2 separate regions of the Mus musculus genome follow, and region 2 is linked to region 1. A link is a contact called in public HiChIP or PLAC-seq data. All regions are on one chromosome and are shown on one strand. Each heading gives the region's core, a stretch centred on a gene start, on an enhancer-like site or on the middle of the called end of the contact. The rest is flanking DNA. Distances are from core to core; before and after follow the strand shown.

Region 1 (5,372 bases), core at 2,065-4,564:
GCTAGGGCTCCTCTGGGGACAGTGGGACCATTTGCAGAGTTCAACCCAAGGTGGCCTGGAGCTAGTGCCTACCAGAAAGAACCTTTGCCGCTGGTGCTGGTAGGGCCGGTTTCCTAAACCCTGTGTCCCTGCTCCTGCTGGCACAGGCCAGTTCTTCTAGTCTTATATCCTTTCAGTCTCCTCTTCCACAATTTCTATGAACCTTGGAGTGAATGATAAAGAAGTCTCATTAAGAGCTAAGCATGAAACAGTCTTTTTTTTTTTTTAAAGATTTATTTATTATTATACATAAGTACACTGTAGCTGTCTTCAGACGCACCAGAAGAAGGTGTCAGATCTCATTACGGATGGTTGTGAGCCACCATATGGTTGCTGGGATTTGAACTCAGGACCTTCGGAAGAGCAGTCAGTGCTCTTACCCACTGAGCCATCTCGCCAGCCCTGAAACAGTCATTTATACTTAGGACTTTCACTGCTTATGCATCTCTTAAGTAACTTGCCCACTGGAAAAAGAAGCTTCTCTGACCAAACCTGAATGACAGCAGTAAACTATGAGCATAAGCACAAATATTTATAAAACAAGTTGATGGGCATATCATGTCCATTTAGCTAAATGCTGATGCTATAACTTCTCCAATAGGGCCCATGGCCTCTCTGGCCATGGGCGTTTAGTCAGGTTTCAGTACCAGATGTGAATTAAGTCCAAACAGAAAGGAGTTGGTTACCTCTAGAAAAAGTGATGCCATTGTTGCACTAGTGTACACATTACTGCCTGGAACTTAACAGGATCCATAGCTGAGTAAAACTGTTAGTGACATCTCTCCTGCAGCAGCAGCCTGCATGGAACCTTCTGGCACTATGAAAGCTAGTCAGCATGGAGGAAACTTTCAGTTCAGCTCCTACTTGATTCTTCTATATCCTGTAACCAAAGTATGTGGTATCTTCAGTGACATGGTCTTAGCATATAGTCGTGGGGAGAATCCAACAGCAATAAGCAATAGCCTTATCATTTTGAGGGTCTCTGGGGCTCCCCTGGCTGGTAACTCAAAGGCAAATAGCCCACCTCTCCAACTGGAATTTTCATTTAATAATTTTATGGTTTCTGGGTCTACTCATTGAGCCCTCTTTTCAAACTTTAAAAAAATCTTTCTTTATGTTTAAGTTTTTGTACATTAGTATACAATATTGAACATATTTCCCCTCATAATCTCCCTTTTCCCAACTCTTGTCTTCTCCTTGGTCCCCTTAACATTACTTCTGCTTTCAAGTCACAGGTACAATATGTACACATACATTTAAGTACAAATACAAATAAGAGAACACATATGCTATTTAGCATTTTGCCATTGTCTTAGTTGGCTTAATATGAGTATCTCCAGTTGTTGCCATTGCCATAATTTCATTCCTTTTTTGAAAACATTTGCATTGTGTGTATGTATATATCATACTTTTCCATTCCTATGTTGGTTTCATAAAAAGGCTGTTGTGAATAGTGTTGCATTAAACATCTACCTCTGTATCTTTTTGTTCCCCTTGAGAAAGGCCTAGCTATCCACAAACTAGCTCTGTAGACTAGGTTGGCTTCCCAAGTCAGGAGATTCACCTGCCTCTGCTGGGATTAAGGGTGTGTGCCATCACTACCTGGCTTTTTATTTGCTTTTTTGTTATTTGTGTTTTGAAACTTGGTCTTGCTATGTAGCCCTGGCTGGACTTGAACTCACAGAAGTCGACCTGCCTCAGGCTCAGCCTCTGCCTCCTCAGTGCTGGGATTAAAGATACGCACCACCACACCTGCCTCCACTGTCACCTGCCTCCTGTATCGTTATCCTGATGTGTGTTTGCTGTTTTCCTGCAGGTTCTAGAGGAAAGCTCCTAGAGCCCAGGAGCCTCAGCAGTTCAGATCTTAGATTAAGGTTTTTGATTTATTGCCATTTGATTTTTGTGTAGGAAAAGAAATATGAATCTAATTTCTTCTACAGGTGGTTGCCCCATTTCCCTAGTGTATATTTGACAGCTTTGTCAAAAATTAGGTGACCATGCTGTGTGGTTTCTGGGTCCTCTTGGTCTACATTTCTGTTTTGTACAGTACCATAAAGTTTATTCATTATGATTCTGTAATATAAGCCAAGATTAAATAATTGTGACCATTCCAGCATTGATTTTTTTTTTCCCTCCCTGCTTGGATTATTTTGGCTATTTGGAGTCTTATTCATAATGTTTGTGAAGAATGCCATTTAAAATCTGATGTGGATTATTAAATATGTAGACCACTTTTGGTGATATCATTATTTCAACAATATTAATTCTGTAGTCTTTGAGAATTGGAGGTCTTTCCATTATCTAGAGTCTTCAGTTGTTTTTTTTTTTTTTTTTTTTTTTTTTTTAAGGTCTTTAGGTTTTTTTTTTTTTTTTTTTTTTTAATAGAGGTCTTTTAATTCTGTGGTTTGGTTTAGGCTCAAGATTTTATTTTATTTTTAAGCTATTACAAATGGGATAGTTTTCCTAACTTGTTCATGCAAAGTTTGTTGTTGGTACATAATTTTTTTTTATCTTTATATCCTAATTCTTTGCTGAAGGTACCTAAGTCTGAAATTTGCCTTGTAGAGTTTTAAGTCTTTTAAGTATATGATCTACAAATAAAAAATATTTGCAGGTCTGACTTTTCCTTAGTTGTTTGTATTCCCTTCCCCCCTTTTTTCTTTTCATATTTTGAACCAACCTTGTGGTGTAATCAACTTCATCATGATATGTGATGTTTTTAGCCTATTCTTGAATTTGGTTCTCAAGTGTTTTGTTGAGAACTTTGTCATCTATAGTTGTTGTTTTGTCCTTAGGGTAATACTGGCTTCAAAAGGCAAAGCGTAAAAGGTATTTAAAAAAATGGAATTAAAAGTTAGAGCAGTCTCTTCTTGGATCCCAAAAATTGGAAACTGACATTTTGTGCTTGGGTTAGGGAAGGTAAATTGAACCTGTCAGAAGATTTATGCTGGTGCTGAGCCTGAACCCTACAAGAGTCTCAGTCACTCTTCACTTTAGTAGCTTCCTTTTGCATAGCAAAGGCTTCTGCTGTCCATATGTAGCTTTGTAGTTATTGGGTTGGGCATGCTCTTTTCTTTTTGGAGACTCCCCAGACTCTGTCCCCTAGGGTGGTTAATGTTCTCTCTGGGGTAGATTTGGAGGATGTATGTCTCCCAAGTGTATTGGGGGTGGGGATGGCAAAACAGTCTTGAGATTTGTACAGGATCTGTCTTTGACCTTTCAAAACCTAGAAGGTATTCATTAACTGCCCCACTATAGGTGCCAAGTACTTCTTTGTTCAGAGTACTTGCCTCTACAGCAAAGTATGGCAGAGTGGTGGCTCTAGCTTGCTAACCTCAGTCTCAGGAATACTGGACCTCATAATTAGCCTCTGATGATGTCTGCCGGAAAGCAGGGCTCCTTTTCTCAGTGACATCATTTCACTGAGCCTCTTGCCCCTGGATGCCTCTGCTTTTTAGTGACCTGTTCTCTCTCTACACCTGCTTTCAGGGCAGTCTCTCTCTCACTCTGGGCTTTGGTGGTTGAGTTCTGGCTCTCTGACTTAATTGTTTCCCTTTCTCAGGCCTCCAGAGTAGCTCAGTTTGAAACAGTCGGTATCTTCCCCCTCTACTTAGTGCCTGGGCACTGCTCTCCTAGTATAGCCTACCAGATTGCTGTCTGTTTGTCAGAATATGCATAAGGCTCCATAGAGTACAGGAAGGAGTAGGTGTGGGGAATACAAGCCGTGGATGGGGTGAACTTGGACCAGAATCTTCCTTTTGTAGTTTTGCATCAATTCTAGAACTTGTTAGAGACAGGTTTGCTCTAAGAGACTTTCATTTTCATTTCTATTTGGGGGTGGTTGTATTAGGGAAGCTATTCTTCATACTTGTTTTGAGGCTGAACATAGCAGGCTCAATGTAAAGCCCAATGAATGTTTGAAAATAACTCTTGAATTGGCTGGAAATGTAGAATGTAGGATTTCCTGAAGGAAGGCTCTCAGATGCTGCTCTGTGTGTCCCCTGGGGAGGCCATGCTTTTGATGCTTTGTGGGCAGGAGGAAGGATTCTGGTGGTGAAATGCATTTTTAGGAAAAGACAAAGGGTTTCCTCATCTCTAAACTAGCAAGGTACAGCTGCCTTCAGTCTGTCATCTGCTTAGGGATTCCTTCATTCTTCGTTTTCTGAAGGAAAGACAAGACAAGGCGGCAAGACATGGTTTGGTGCATTCCTTTCTTTTTTCTACAGCCAGGGGTAAAGTCATAATCCATTAGTGTTCTTGCTGAATAGCTTAAAATGGGTGCCAGCAGCTGGAAAGAGAGAGAGAGAGGGAGAGAGGGAGAGAGAGAGAGAGAGATGCTGGGGAAAGCTTTCCAGGGACAAGTGACCTGCTTGTTCAGCCAATGAAAATAGGTTAGAGGAATGATATCACCAGACAGGCTTTTTTTGTCTGATTATCTTATAAAAAGCAGGATTGTATCTGGCAACCTAAGCCTTTTTTAAGTACTAAGGTTTCACCCTCCCTGGTATATGACTTCTAAATTTCTGTTCCCAACTGTCAGTTGCAAGACCATAGAGATTAAAAGCTTAAACGAGTAGAGAAGCTAGTTTAAAAAATAGAAATTACCAAACTTTACAACCATGGCTAGAATGGAAATGTGATCTGAGTTGTGTTCAAAGAGCACATCTAAAGCAAATGCTGGGCATGGTCACATGACCTTAGACCTTCTGCTTGTAGTCTTGGGAGGGGAAGGCAGTTAGTGGGAGAAGAGCCATTAGTGTATTCTAATTTATGGAATGGATCTTCCAAAGGATTTCCTGTTTGGGAGGGATTGAATTGACTTTGTAGCTGATCTTGAGTAAGTGATTTCTGTAATATGTTTATTACATATTACAGAAATAATTGACCTTAATTGACCCTTCTCCCATAAAAAAATAACAATAATTGTCTTTATGCTTGTTTCCTTACTGAACAATAAGTGGTCTTGTCCTATTTCATAGAATTTCTGAGATAAGAAAATAAATTAGTTCTTGTGACTTGAGATTTTGCTACATGCATGTATTACAATAAGAACATTTTTCTTAAGATTTTATATTCAGTTATTCATTTCTTTCAATGGACATTTCACACCTTTGTTTTAAACACTACCTTAATGACCTAAAAATATTTGAAGGCATGCATGCCACCGTGCATGTGTGAAGGTCAGAGAACAAATTTGTGAAATCAGTTCTCTGTTTCCACCTTTGTGTGGGTTCCAGGAACTGAGCTCAGATCACTGGGCTTGCAACCACAGAGTGGCAGCACTTTGTCTGCTGAGCCGTTATTCTAGCCCCGGGAAAGCAACACCTTCTTGA
Region 2 (4,886 bases), core at 1,807-4,306, 180 kb after region 1:
GAAATGTGTTGCTATAATATAGTGCCCATCATACTTGAGAGAGCTGGCAGGGAAAAAAAGAAACATAAACTATCTCATATTTTTTATTGATTACATGTTGAAATAAAACTTTGACTAATTGATAATAAAAACATTATTGAAATTAATTCTTCCCTTTTTTAAAACCTCAGTGAGGAAGGCTAGGAAAACTTAAATTACACGTGGGATTCACATTAAAATTCTAGAGCATTACATATACTTCATATTGCATTTCTGGAACATGAGTACTGACCTCACTAGAATTCTTAGTGCATAGGGTCTAACATGTCATTGTCAATATGAAAGCAACTAGCTACACGTGGCACATATGTTGAAATGTAAATTTTAAAGTTAAATAAAGGGCTGGAGAGATGGCTTAGTGGTTAAGGTTCCGTTATGCTCTTGCCATGGATCTGAGTTTGAGTCCCAGTGCTCATATTAGACGCCCCACAACCACTTGGGAGTTCAGCTCCAGGGGATCCAGAATCCTTTTCTGCGTTCCAAGGGCACCTATACTCACACATGCATAGATCCACACACACACACACACACACACACACACACACACACACACACACACACATCATTGAAAGACACAATTAAATGCAACAGGAAAGTTAGATCCTCAGTTACACTAGTCACGTGTCAGGTGACACAGTTTGGACATGACCATTTGAAAAAAAAAATCTGATATCTAAAATGCTCCAAATACTAAACAGAATGGAAAATTTAAGCTAAGTCACAACCAAAACACAGGAGCACTAAAATGATGGTTTACCAGCCAAGCCTATGTGTGAGACTAATGGCACACGGAAGGACTTCATGTTCGGGTTTGTTCCATCCTCAATATATCCCAGTGCATATTGAAAATAATCCAATATCTGGAAAATTCTATCCAAATACGCCTGGCCCCAAACATTGTGGGTATTTAGCCTGAAGGCATACAAGGGTAGTGGACCCTACAAAGAGAGGAGGCACATTACTCTGGGAAGCTCCACTCAGAGGACAGATCCAGCTGTGCACATCACCAGGAAGGACCAGGACTGATGACAGTCCCCTTTGTCCCTGATGAAATTGCCAGAGAGCAAAGCCAATCAAAGGTAAAACTCTGCAGGTGGTGACATGTGACAAGTGGGGATCAATACTTAGCTGGGTTTTTGTCCTTGGATGCTGTAATCTCACATTTTTGCTGAGCACACAGCTTCATGGTTGATGTTTAGGGTAACCACCTAATTTTGATGAATAGAAAAGATGATAATCAGGCAGAAAAAACTATAATAAATCAGAGATTAAAAGACAATTAGTGTGTGTGTGTGTGTGTGTGTGTGTGTGTGTGTGTGTGTGTGTGTGTGTGTGTGTGTGTTAGCGTTTCTGCTAAGCATGAGTGGAAAGTCCTGGCTCCAACCTAATCCATCCAAACCCAAGAACTTCCATGTCTGCTTTAGCCACTCTCTGGGAGGGCAAAATTATTCCTCAGTCTCTTTATTTGGTGTGGTGTTCAGAGACAGGATTTGTTCTTGGAACTAGGCTGGCCTCAATCTTGCCATTCTCCTGCCTCCTACTCTTGAGTGTTGGAATTACGTCACAGGTGCCACGCCCATGTAAAAGTACGAAGCCTATGTCCTCAGAACAACCAGCCAAAGTTTTTCCTCCATTTTGTTTTGTGATGATGGGAACCAAACCAGGGCCTTGTGAATGGCAGCCCAGTGTTCTACCACTGAGACCCAGCCCCAGCTCTTCTCTTTGTTTTTTGTTTTTTTTTTTTTTTTTGGGGGGGGGTGGGTAGGAGGAAGAGTATAACCTCTTTCCCTCAGGGCCAGAGAGTCCAGGTGTTCTTGGGGAAAATGTGAGGAAGCTGTAGGCAAAGGGATAAATGCTAGTGTTCTTCATTTTCTTTCACAAGCACACTTATTTTGTAGTGTGTGCATTGCACACACGTGTGCAAGTGTGTGTGTGTCCAAATATGTTTATTTGAATATATTAATGATCGACCTACAGAAATGCAAGTGTCATTGTTTGCCCTCACTGAAAACCTGCATGGGACTAGATCCTCATTCTTCACAGAAATAAACTGAGGCTAGGAGTGGAGCTATCCACTGTTCAAGCTCAGAAGCAGATCAATAGCCTAACTGGGAGAGTAAGTCCGGTCTCTGATGTTCAGTTCTGATTTGTATCACAGTGGCTTTCCAGAGCAACTGGAATGGAGCCAGAGGGCTCCCTGCCCCTGCCTTCAACTTGGATATAAGTGGGTTAATATTGTAGGTTGACATAAACTTGGCTATAACTGGGTTAATGCTGTAGGTTGGCATCAACTTGGGTATAAATGGGTTAATACTGTAGCTTGCTTCCCAGGCCATTGGGTTGAGCCTAAGGGAGTCTCCAGGGACTCTGCTTACAAAGGCAAGAATATTCATTTTATCTCTGATACATGGCAGCCCCTATCCAGATTCCAGACTCGTCATCTGTGAAGCCATGGGCATCCTGGCTCTAAACTGTTTGCTCTCTGCCAACATAGCTTCACATGGCACTTTGGGGTAGTTTTTATTCCTTTTTTTTTTTATTTAAGATTTTATTGGGCAGAATATAAAATTTGAATGTTTTCATAAATGCTTAAGCATCTTTCGGGAGGCTAATTTATAGGATTTAAATGCAGTTGATTCCTCAGTGGTGGGGGCTTGAGGTTGAAGAACAGGAAACTGCTTGCTCTCGTTGCTCAAACTCAACTATAAAAAATTAAACGGCCTCAAAAGTGCAAGCCAGGGAGAATGCCTGTAGGATGTGCATCTGAACATGAGTGATGGCACAGGAGAGAGAGAAACAGGGTGCTTTGTTTTCACTGTATCCCCTCTCTGCTGCTTCCTTCCACTGGAGCCTGGCAGAGAGACCCCGGCCCTCGGAAGTGACCCAGTCTGGCCTTTCAGTGCAAGGCACAATACTAGCACTTCTCAAAGTCACTTTTGCCACAGCTTCCTACCCAGCCCCTCCCTTGGGACTGCACCTCAGGGATGGTGAGGCCCCATGTGAGGAGCGTGCATTGAGCAAGGGTTTGGTTGTGCAACAGCCTGGCTGTCCTCCTGGCACCCTCTCCCACGGAGCTCAGTGCAGCCAAAGTGCGGGGCAAGGTTCCCATTCTTTGGGATTTTTTTTTTTTTTTTGAGCCATATTTTGTTTCTATTTTCTATCTTCACTCGGTTTACTTTTTTTTTTTTTTTCCTTCTCCAAATGATGCCACAGCCTGGCCAGAAGTCCTCCCTCTTCTCTGTTCTCAGACGGAGCCAAGTGTGTATAAATGAGTATAAATTCAGTACCACAGAGGGGCATTTTCTCTCTTCTCCTGTGACATTAGATGCTCGGGCTCTCCCTCCATCCTCCGGTGCTCAGCGAGAATGGTACCCGGGAGATCCTAAACTCCTCTGGCCCAGTTTTTTTTTTTTTTTTTTTTAAAGATTTATTTATTTATTATATGTAAGTACACTGTAGTTGTCTTCAGATACACCAGAAGAGGGCACCAGATCTCATTACGGGTGGTTGTGAGCCACCATGTGGTTGCTGGGATTTGAACTTCAGACCTTCGGAAGAGCAGTCGGGTGCCCTTACCCACTGAGCCATCTCACCAGCCCCAGTTTTTTTTTTTTTTTTTTTTAACTGTACACAGTTGATACCATTCTGACCTTCAGATCAGGAGATTAGAAATCGTGTAGCCACAGAACGAGTGCAGCCACCGACATTTGAATTGTGATTATGCTGTTCCTGGACTCAACTCATGCTTACCACAATCCTGAGACAGCGGAAGTCTGATAGATTCTGTAGTTTGCCCAAGGCACAGCCATCTTGAGCAGCCACAGGCAGATGCAAATGGGCCCATGCTCACACAGTTCTCCTGGTGAGACATAAAAGAGCAATCTTGCTATCTCACAAAGGAGCACACTGACAAAGAGAAATTCAACATGACTTTTTTTTTTCCTTTTCAAAATGGGTGTGCCAAGACTCAAACCAGGCTAGCAACACACACACAACCAAAATGGCCTCCTTTTTTATCCCTGATTAGCTATGACTGAGTCTCAGCTCAGTAGTGAGAGTTGTAACTCTCCTGATATCGGTGAACTGATACAAAGTCCCAGGGAACGGGGACGGTCAGGACATATGGGCCTTGCCAGGCTGACTACGTTTGATAGGAAGGAAAGAAATGTTTCTCATATTCATGGGATAGAAACTCAACTTTACAGATGGTCTAAGACAGAAGATGGTCCTGAATGTGGGCCTTCAGCTTTCCAGCGACAAGAGGATAACATGGAAATGTATATGTGAAAAATCACTGCATCCATTCAGGATAGGTAAGAATAAGCCTCTGAGGTGCCAGTATCTTTGTACAGTAAAGGTAGATCCCTCACTTGTGATGAATCCAATTAAAAGCCCAAGCTAGAGGGAATGGGCCCGAGTTTCACCAGTTAGAATAAGGCCCAGGAAGAGAGACGTCTCCAGGCAGGCACTCCAGCTACTCCTGTTACTAAGCACCGGACTCTGTGTCCCCCCAAACTCACACTGAAACCCTAGACTCCAAAGTGATAATAAGGATGAGCCCTTAGAGGAGTGATCAGAGCCGATGAGGTCATGAGCACCTCCTTCTGATGGGATGGGGATGACATCTATAAGAAGAGTCAGCAGAGGAGCCATTTGTTCTCTGAGGACTCGACCAAAAGGCGGCCAGGTACAAGCCAGAAGCGGGCCCTCCCCTGGAGCCAGACAGGTGACCCTTGTTGTTCTCCAGCCTGCAGAACAGTGAACAAAGAAGGTTCTGTCGTTCAAGCCTCTGCAGGCTGTAGTGTTTCCTTCTGTTGGCTAGAAACAGGCTCATGCACACGGTTCCC

The links. HiChIP or PLAC-seq counts read pairs in DNA pulled down with a chosen protein or histone mark.
Region 2: a RAD21 HiChIP or PLAC-seq map of pro-B cells shows a contact between it and region 1, with 3 times the contacts expected there. The contact joins two enhancer-like sites. A contact is called at or near these places in 1 of 15 datasets of contacts at CTCF or cohesin (pro-B cells), 3 of 484 Hi-C or Micro-C datasets (the C10 cell line, cerebellum and liver), 1 of 115 datasets of contacts at active chromatin or transcription factors (embryonic basal ganglia) and 1 of 9 other capture datasets (adipose tissue).

What each region holds. Positions count from the first base shown.
Region 1 is chr2:102,382,628-102,387,999 of GRCm38.p6, reverse strand. All of the region lies in intron 1 of Trim44 (tripartite motif-containing 44), which reads left to right. Among named protein-coding and RNA genes, the nearest start is that of Trim44, 16 kb to the left of the region's middle. Within about 2 kb of position 3,314, at least 74 of the 459 cell types and tissues checked have an H3K27ac peak or open chromatin away from gene starts, as enhancers often do. A contact at or near this core is called in pro-B cells, where this site is marked.
Region 2 is chr2:102,199,916-102,204,801 of GRCm38.p6, reverse strand. No RefSeq gene overlaps it. Among named protein-coding and RNA genes, the nearest start is that of Ldlrad3, 16 kb to the right of the region's middle. Within about 2 kb of position 3,056, at least 43 of the 459 cell types and tissues checked have an H3K27ac peak or open chromatin away from gene starts, as enhancers often do. A contact at or near this core is called in pro-B cells, where this site is marked.